3 separate regions of the Mus musculus genome follow, and all the other regions are linked to region 3. Evidence: chromatin contacts called from public Hi-C and HiChIP or PLAC-seq data. All regions are on one chromosome and are shown on one strand. Each heading gives the region's core, a stretch centred on a gene start, on an enhancer-like site or on the middle of the called end of the contact. The rest is flanking DNA. Distances are from core to core; before and after follow the strand shown. Region 1 overlaps Pde3a (phosphodiesterase 3A, cGMP inhibited). Region 2 has its middle 140 kb from the start of Gm30524. Region 3 holds the start of Pde3a (phosphodiesterase 3A, cGMP inhibited).

Region 1 (2,722 bases), core at 95-2,594, 130 kb before region 3:
GTCAGGCTCAGAATGACAATGCCTACCCCCCTCAGAGTACAGATGCTGACAAATAATTAACCTTTCACTAAAGGCAGTGTGTGCAGTATCAACTGCAGCTTCCTCATCCAGGATGTTGACTACAACCTGAGACCACATCTCTTCAGAGACGTCTCACCCCACCTCCTCCCTGATGCTGTAGCTGATACATGCACTGAGTTTCCTGACTGCTGCTGCTGTGTCTCCATCACAGTCCATAGCTCACACCATCCCTTCTGCTCTGTATGGGTGCCTGTCATTTCTTCACTCCTGTTCACCCCAGCCAGATCAATTCCAAAGCTGTGGAGTTCACAGCAGTTCCTTCTATAAAAGCACACCTCGGGTTCCACTCGGTTTGTTCTATCATAGTGTTCACAAATGTGTTGTTAGCATCAGTTTGTGGGATGTTAAAATCCCAGCTCCGGTTGCACTACCATAAAAATGAGTTTAGGGAGGTCAGATATCTTTTCCTTCCTCTGTGGCCTCAGTTGTAAATTGGCTTGTATCTATCAATGTACCTTAACGAGCAATGTCTCATTATTAAATTACTACAGATACAGCAGGACCCAGAAAGATAACGGACATATCGGCATCTCAAACACTAAAACATCAATCACAAAAGAAGGAGTCGTTTAAATGGAAACAGAGAATCCCTATAGCAGTAAATGGGATTCTAATTCACTAATCCTGGTTGGCTTCTAGATCTTCTGTGTGGTTGACTATGACTCTGATCCAAGGAGTCACTACTGATCCAGGGCCAACAACCCAAATGCCACTATAAGTGTGCACCATAGTGCACTATTCACCACCATTATCCGTGCCATTCAAACCACAGAACGCTCCCATATCCTCCATGAAGCCAGATGCTGGGTTTCAAAGGTAGGAATGGAGTGGAAGCAGAGGTGCTCTGAAGTGTGGGGGAATAGCTCAGGTATGTCCTATTTTTCAAGTCCTGCTCTAGAGCATGGGTCTGTCCTCACAGACACCCTCCCTTCCCATCAGACGCCAGAACACCACCAGCTGGCCGGGTAGAATCTGAAAAATATTGTGACTGTAGACTTTTTTCACTTTAAAGTTACACACACAAACACAAAATGTCTGCTTCTACATTTTAGTCAGCCATCTCCCATATGAAGTGATGGGCTTAAACAGTAAAATAATGATATAATGGGAGGAAAGGAGTCTTGCCCCTGGCATCGGGTATTATAAACAGCAAGGAGTGCCAGCGTAAACCTTTCTGCAAGAGACTATGTTCTTTGTCAAGCCATGTCTTCTTTTTAAAATATGCTTGCTGCCATATGTCAGTGCTGGGCCAGCTGCAGTGCTAAGAGGAGCCTTGACTCGAGTTGTATAATGTTTTACAGGTTTGCCTCGGGGGTCACTCTCTGCGAGGCCTTTACGTCACAGTGAGAACTCTGACAAACAGAGAACAGAAAGATGCCAAGAAAGGCAGAGTTGGAGAGGGGAGGACTGACGGGGATGGAAAGGAATACTGCACAGTGCTCACAGCCTCTATTTATCTGGCCCCCGCCTAATGCCAGAAGCAATGTTTTCATTACTAAGAGAAGGAAAGAGAGGGCAGGGACAAGCATGAGGTTATGTAAACATTATCAGCAAATATAAGATTAGAAACACTCAGCTAACCCTCCTGGCTATCTAATCAGAAAGGGTAAAACAGTAAAACATGCATCTTTGCAAACGTTTGGTATTTAATTATGCACCCGCCATCGTATCCATCCTGGTAAAAACACAAAGAAAATGTTTCCTAGTTAGATTAATATGTGAGTACATCTCGAGAGCTCTGCGGCTGGCTTCGCGGAGAGCCTCAGAGGCAGCAGTGCCGAATCTCGTCCTATTAATACAAACTCAAGCTGACATAAAATACGAGTCAGTAAAGCTGAGCATGAAATCACTTGAAGAACAGTGCTACAGTAAATGGCATTAAATGTTTTCAAAAGCAGAGTGGACGATAGCGTTTCCTGAGCCGCCTCTACTCCCACAAGAACCACATGCCTCATTATAAACCTATTAAGTGGGTTTTAGATCATCTGCAGAGCCTTAGGCTGTTCTTCCAGATGCTTAGAGGTCCAGAAGGCTCGGTACACAGGCCGTTATTCAATTCCCTCTGTTGTCTTGCTTTCATCACAACAAACTCATTTGATATGAATGCCAATTTTCCAGTGACTTTTAAGTTCCTGGTTACAGTATGGAAACTTATGCACAGATGAACTTTCAGAAAATTTCAATGTAGGCAAGACAGGAGGGGAAAAGGATGGTGATTCCTAGTGGGAGAGAGGGATTTGGGCAGAGACGGTAGGGAACAGCAACTAAGATCAAAACACCTTGTATACATGTAGGAACCTTTTCAATAAATAAATGTAATTTGTAAAAAGAAAAATACAAAGCCATCTCAATAAGAAAGAAAGAATACTGGCTGGTCAAAGAAAGCCTCAAAGCCTCTAGATGAGACCCAACAGAGTTGCTCACAGAGACCTTGCAGCCAGAGGAAGATGGGAGAGGCCCAGGACATAAGAGGTGAAGATTCCTGCTACGGGCATAAGCCAAAGTATAAGAAGCTCGAAACTGCACATGTTGACTACATTGCAATGTCTCCATCCTTACAGAAATGCCAAGGAATTATTTTTGTACCAGTTGAGAGGAGAAAGGAAAGTTAGCTATGATTGTTTCACGTTTTTATTAGTAA
Region 2 (2,746 bases), core at 215-2,714, 160 kb after region 3:
TGTTCCACTATCGAAATCAAAAGCTCTCATTTGGAAAACATCTTAATCCTTACACACCCCAAATATCTACAAAGCTGTCTGCATTTTAACCTGTTTCCAAGGTTTAGAATACAGCTCTGTGACAAAATGCTTGCCTCACATGTATATCAAAACCTAAGTTCTGCCTCTGACTTTGCAAAATATTTCATATATGTAAATTGTTTAACATAATGAACAGTTTCGGGAGCAAGGCAACTTACCACTAGCCTTCATAAGTTCCCTTCCAGGAAATAAGATTTTGAGAATCTGTGTCCAGAGATACACGACTATTTCACGGCCCCAGATACTACCAAACTCATTTTCTTATTTGTTAAACTGTAAAGTCAAGGTTAACATATTTCTTCGCCATTGAAATGTCTCTTGCATTTTTTTATATATGCATGATACTCTAACGATACCAGTTATTGGTTATTTGTATTTTGGCTGGATTCTTGGTTGGGAATGAAGAACACAGCCTACAAGGGGTCTCAGCTAGAATGTGTGTTCAAAAGGATGCTTAGGCGTGGGGAGTGAAGCCACTTAACTTCCAAATGAGAAACTGACACATCTCAGATCTTATTTTGAATAATGTATTATGAGATACTATTTAAGAACCTAACTCCACAAGCAGAGCCACCTGGTTTAAAGAAATCAACTAGCAGCTGGAGAGATGTATCAGGCATATAAGAGCAGTTGTTGCTCTTGCAGATCAGCCTGGCTCTATCCCAGCACCCACATAGAGGCTCACAACCACCTATAACTCCCGTGTCAGGATCTGATCAGGACAGGTGCCAGCACTCACCCTGTGGACACACATGCAGAGAAGCAGAACACATAAAATAAAATAATTCTAATCTTTAATATCGACTAGTAGAAAAGCATAATTTTGCAGCGATGGGTGGCAGATTATTGACTTTTAATAACAAATGAAGATTTGCAGTCTCCTTTTTAAGATAGCTCAAAAATATATAAATATAGAGTATTATATGATCTAATTCAACCTAAAGACATGAGCATATAACCCATCCATTCTTACACGTTTTGTGACAGAGTCACAGCTTTTATCATGTAGATCAAGGAGAGGAGGAAACCTTGGCAGAGTGAAACAAAGGGAAATGATAATTTATTTTTTTACTTTTAAATTTTAGCATTATTATATATGTGCATGATATGGGGAGGGGGTTTCAAGTAAACATGTGGCACAATGTGTGTGGAGGTCAGAGGACAACTCTGGAAACTCAGTTCCACTGAGGGACCAGGGATCAAACTCGGGTGGGCAAGCTTACACAGTGCCTTTGCCTGCTGAGACATCTCTTTGGCCCCACCTTTGCCTCTGAAACAGCTCATTGGCCCCACCTTTGCCTGCTGAGACATCTCATTGGCCCTGCCTTTGTCTGCTGAGACATCTCATTGGCCACTCCTTTGCCGCTGAAACAGCTCATTGGCCCTGCCTTTGCCTGCTAAGACATCTCATTGGCCACTCCTTTGCCCACTGAGCCATCTCATTGGCCCCCACTTTCATTCCTTGATAATTCATGGATTTCTGACGTGAGTGCATGAACATAACTTCAAAGTGTCTGATGCTTCGTATCAGAAATGGGCCGTGCTTTCTGAAACACGAGATTAAGCGATGATGGATGATGTTGTGCCTGACTACGTGGGATGACAGCCAAGGACCAGATGCTGTGGATAAATAACAGCTAAAAAGGCACCACACATACAGCCCAATTAACAGCATGCTTTACTCGTGTTTCAAAACTTTGCAGTCATTCAACAGATATGAAAAGATCCACATGATCCTGGGCTTTCTGCTCTGCTCACAGCAAGTGAGTGATGATCGCGGCAGCTGATATTAGATCTCTTCCCTGGGAAACCTTTCCTTCAAGCACAGCGGACCTTGGGCTCCTTCCCTGTGGCTGCAGAGATTGATAAACGCCTACCCAACTCAGTAACATTTTCCAGACGTCCAGACAATGAATTCATAACATACACATCCACTTCCCTTGAAAGCACAGGGGCTGAGATTCTTGTTTCCAGAGAATACAGGGTAAGTTTATTTTTAAGGAGAATTAATGAAATAGGAATGGGATTACTACACGATTCTCCAGCCACTGTTTATCCAGAGAGCTGCTTGCTGACGTCTGTCTTTTTCCTCAGGGGCCTGCTCCAATTAAAATGGGTCTATCTCCAATCAGGTTTTATCTGGCCACTGCATACTTGATAAGGAACCCACCACCTGGTTTCTCCTGACTCACACTTTGAGAACAAATTCCTACATTTTGGCTTATGTTAAATGTTGGCTTTGTCAGGTAGAGATGGGTAAAACAGAGCCTTGTTTTGCTTTGGGCCTTTTTTTTTTTTCCTTCCTTGTCTGTTATGGTTCCACAGTAAAAGGGCAACAAAATATTTAAGAATGAGATTTTTCCAATTTCTTGTTGTTCTTGGCAAATCTCTGTGTTTTCTCCATCAGCATGTCTTCATCTAAGGACATGTGTCATATTTATAGTTTCAGGCTGTACAACAAGTTAAAAATATTTTTAAACCATAGATCAAGACTGTGGGGATAGCACAGTTTTTAAAGTACTTGCCTTGCAAGCACGAGGACTTCAGTACTAACCACAGAACCCAGGTATTTAAAAAAGAAAACCCAGATGTGGTGACTCACACTTGTCACCCAGCACTGGGGGGGATGGAGACAGGTGCATCCCTGAAGTCCAAGCTAGTGAGC
Region 3 (2,906 bases), core at 342-2,841:
GAGGGCAGAAATGCTTCAAGAAACGCAGGGACTCAAAAACCAGGTGTAGGAGATTTGAAAACAGGGCCCAGCTGTGGAAGTCTGGGTAAGGCCACTCTGTTTTTTACTTTTTCCTGTTTTCTGTTGTTCTGGCTGTAAACTACTCCAAGGGACAGAGAACGGGCAAAAAAGAAAAAGAAAAAAGAAATCTTTCTTAGTACAGTGTAAAGTTTTACTGTTTGGCAGGCTGGCTTCCCGGCCGCTTGCGCCCCACTCCCTGCACTTTGACTGTTTCAAGTTTCCCAGGAGCAACCCCAAAGGCGCAGCCCCAGCTTACCTGCTCCCTGGGTATGCAGGGCAGGGAGGTCCTCCGGTGAGACTTGCCACTGCAGCCGGACATCTCGCCGGCCACCACCGAGCTGGACCGCCTCCTCCTCTTCCACCCCGGAATCTCTTCCTTGGTCCTCGCGCTCAACTGGGACCCAAACCGCTCCCTGGGCGGAGCCGGCCCGGAGCACTGCGGCAGGATCTGCTCGGCGTACCTGGCCAGCAGCAGCCCAAGCACGGCCGCCAAGTATGCCAGGTAAGGTCTCCAGGCGACCTTGAACCTCTCCAGAGAAACCAGGGCCACCGTCCTAAGCACGCTAGTCCAGGCGACCATGAGGACGCCCAGCCTCAGCCTCAGCACCAGCCATGTCGCGCCACCTAGGCAGCTGAGCAGGACCCCCGCGGCGGGCAGCGACAGCAGGCGACCGTCCCCCACGCCCAAGGAGAGCTGCACCAGCGCTTCCCCGGCGCAGCAGGCGGCCAACAGCGCGACGGCCAGAGGCAGGCGCACCCCGGCGCGCAGCAGGCACAAGCCCATCCAGAAGAAGGCGCACAGGAGACTGAAGAGCAGCGCGGCCGGCTGCAGCCAAGGGCTGAGCTGCGCGCCGCCCCCGGGAGCACCTCCCCGAGGGCCCGGGAAGACGCCCCCTCGGGCTCCTTCCTCCTCCTCCTCCTCGGCCGCCGCCTCCTGACTCTTCTCCAGCTCGCCTCCGACCTCCCCGCCGACCAGCCTCACCAGCAGCGCCAGCAGCACGGACAGGGAGCCCGCGCACAGCGCCGAGGAGAGTTGAGGCGAGCGCCGGAGCGGCTGCAGCGCCAGGGCTCTCCAACAACAGCCGGAGCCCCGAGGGGATGGAGAGGACTCGCCACGATGGCGGTGGTTCCCTCTTGCCACACGGGCGGGACTCGCCCCTCCGAGGCCCGGCTTGGCTAGGTCTTGGGCGGCCTCGCCCCGCACTGCCATGCTCTGCGGACAACCCCCACCCGTCCCACTCGCGCGTCCGCGCTCTTCTCGAGCCCACTCTCGGAATCACTTCTTCCGGATCTACGCGAAGTTTCAGCCTTGCAGAGAACTCAAGAGTGCGAGCTGAAGACTTCAAGTTGGCAGCTAGCAGGATCAGCCTTGGAATTTTCAACCCCCACTCCTCTCCTTTTCTCTTTCTCTCTCTCTCTCTCCCTCTCCCTCTCCCTCTCTCCTTTCCTTTCTCTCTTAAAAGTCCTCCGCTCCACCCTCAGCCAGAGTTTATACCCTGCGGGGTCTCTTCCTACTTCGGGATTTTAACACTTGCTCAACTCACTGAGTGCTCAGGGACCGCTGATGCTGAGGCAGGCTGGGGCACTGGGCGAGCTCAGGCCATCCTTGGGCGTTCAGGGACGGTAGGTGTCTGACCTCCCCTTCCCCCTTCCCTCACTCCCCCCCCCCCCGCAGCATATTCTCTTATTCATTCTCTCTCTCTCTCTCTCTCTCTCTCTCTCTCTCTCTCTCTCTCTCTCTCTCTCTCTCTCCCCTCTCTCTCCCTCCCTCCCTCCCTCCCCCTCCGTCTCCCCACTCCCTCCGACTCTTCCCTCTCCCTCCTCCCCTTTTTCCCCCTCCCCCTTTCTTTCTTTACCTCTCCCAATTTTCCTCTTTATCTCTCCTCTCTCTCGCCCGCTTGCTCTCCTTGGCGGACCTCACCCCACCCCCACCCCGAGCTTGGGCGATGCCCCAGGATGCAGACCCCTTGTTTTGCAGAGGTAGGAAGCAGAGCCTTCCAGCCTCTCTACCCAGTTCATGACAAAAAGTAGGATGAAAGGGAAGAAGGAAGGAAGGAAGGAAGGAGAGAGAGAGAGAGAGAGAGAGAGAGAGAGAGAGAGAGAGAGAGAGAGAGAGAGAGAGAGAGAAGAGAGGGGGAGGGAGGAAAGGAAGGAAGGAAGGAAGGAAGGAAGGAAGGAAGGAAGGGAGAGAGGAAGGAAGGAGAGAGAGAAGAACTGAGACCTATTGCAGAAGTTGCTAAGTTTCACCCAAGAACACAGTGTGAGGAGAGGCTGCAGTATCAGAGAGGAGGAGGGAGATCCGTGAGCTGGTGAGTAACCGGTAGGAACAGGAAGAAAGTGAGGCCCTTTTCTTGTTTTTCTTTAAATAATCATCTTTCCTTTTGATGCATGGTGGCTGCTGTTTTTGCAAGGGAGAAAACAGTGGAACTGAGTGCTTAAAACTCCAAGAGAGGCCTCTGCAGGGGCCACAGTTCTGCCTCTTGCTGGGTTTTAAGGGAACTCCCTAGGAACTCCCTAGGCTCAAGCATGGCAGTTATTGCTCAGGGCTGGACTACTCCATTTCTAGAGATGGGTCCTACCAGCTAAAGAGAGGGGGTGGGTGGGGGTGGTCCTGGCAGCCCTGATGCTGGGATTTGTGGATGGCTCTGAGGGATGAAAGCTTGCATGCTAGCTCATGTTCTTGAAAAATGGCACTTCTGTCTGAGCTTTTAACCAGGAGAAGATCCTGGGCATGAGAGTGTGCCCTCCCTCAGGATAGCTGGAAACCCATCTCAAAGGCTCATTCACACTCTGCTCCAGGTGGAAGGTCTGTTTGCCACAGAGAAGCCACGCCCATCTTTTAAAGC

What was found. A called contact is a pair of places that touch in the nucleus more often than the background predicts. HiChIP or PLAC-seq counts read pairs in DNA pulled down with a chosen protein or histone mark.
Region 1: a contact with region 3 is called in an H3K27ac HiChIP or PLAC-seq map of heart atrium, with 2.2 times the contacts expected there. The contact joins the enhancer-like site here to the promoter of Pde3a in region 3. A contact is called at or near these places in 3 of 39 promoter capture datasets (liver and maxillary cranial neural crest), 10 of 484 Hi-C or Micro-C datasets (cortical neurons, embryonic fibroblasts, liver and 4 more), 1 of 115 datasets of contacts at active chromatin or transcription factors (heart atrium) and 1 of 9 other capture datasets (liver).
Region 2: a Hi-C map of uterus shows a contact between it and region 3, with 3 times the contacts expected there. The contact joins the enhancer-like site here to the promoter of Pde3a in region 3. A contact is called at or near these places in 1 of 39 promoter capture datasets (neural stem cells), 4 of 484 Hi-C or Micro-C datasets (brain, tail fibroblasts and uterus) and 2 of 115 datasets of contacts at active chromatin or transcription factors (heart atrium and neural progenitor cells).

Annotation. Positions count from the first base shown.
Region 1 is chr6:141,380,358-141,383,079 of GRCm38.p6, reverse strand. The region is part of intron 1 of Pde3a (phosphodiesterase 3A, cGMP inhibited); the gene reads right to left. Among named protein-coding and RNA genes, the nearest start is that of Gm10400, 41 kb to the right of the region's middle. Within about 2 kb of position 1,344, at least 53 of the 459 cell types and tissues checked have an H3K27ac peak or open chromatin away from gene starts, as enhancers often do. A contact at or near this core is called in heart atrium, muscle stem cells and uterus, where this site is marked.
Region 2 is chr6:141,090,694-141,093,439 of GRCm38.p6, reverse strand. No RefSeq gene overlaps it. Among named protein-coding and RNA genes, the nearest start is that of Gm30524, 140 kb to the right of the region's middle. Within about 2 kb of position 1,464, at least 9 of the 459 cell types and tissues checked have an H3K27ac peak or open chromatin away from gene starts, as enhancers often do. A contact at or near this core is called in heart atrium and uterus, where this site is marked.
Region 3 is chr6:141,247,954-141,250,859 of GRCm38.p6, reverse strand. Pde3a (phosphodiesterase 3A, cGMP inhibited) reads right to left here and starts at 1,591. Exons shown (of 16, transcript NM_018779.2): 1 at 317-1,591. The coding sequence starts at 1,270. Gm28523 (a long non-coding RNA gene) reads left to right here and starts at 205. Exons shown (of 2, transcript XR_378118.4): 1 at 205-1,683.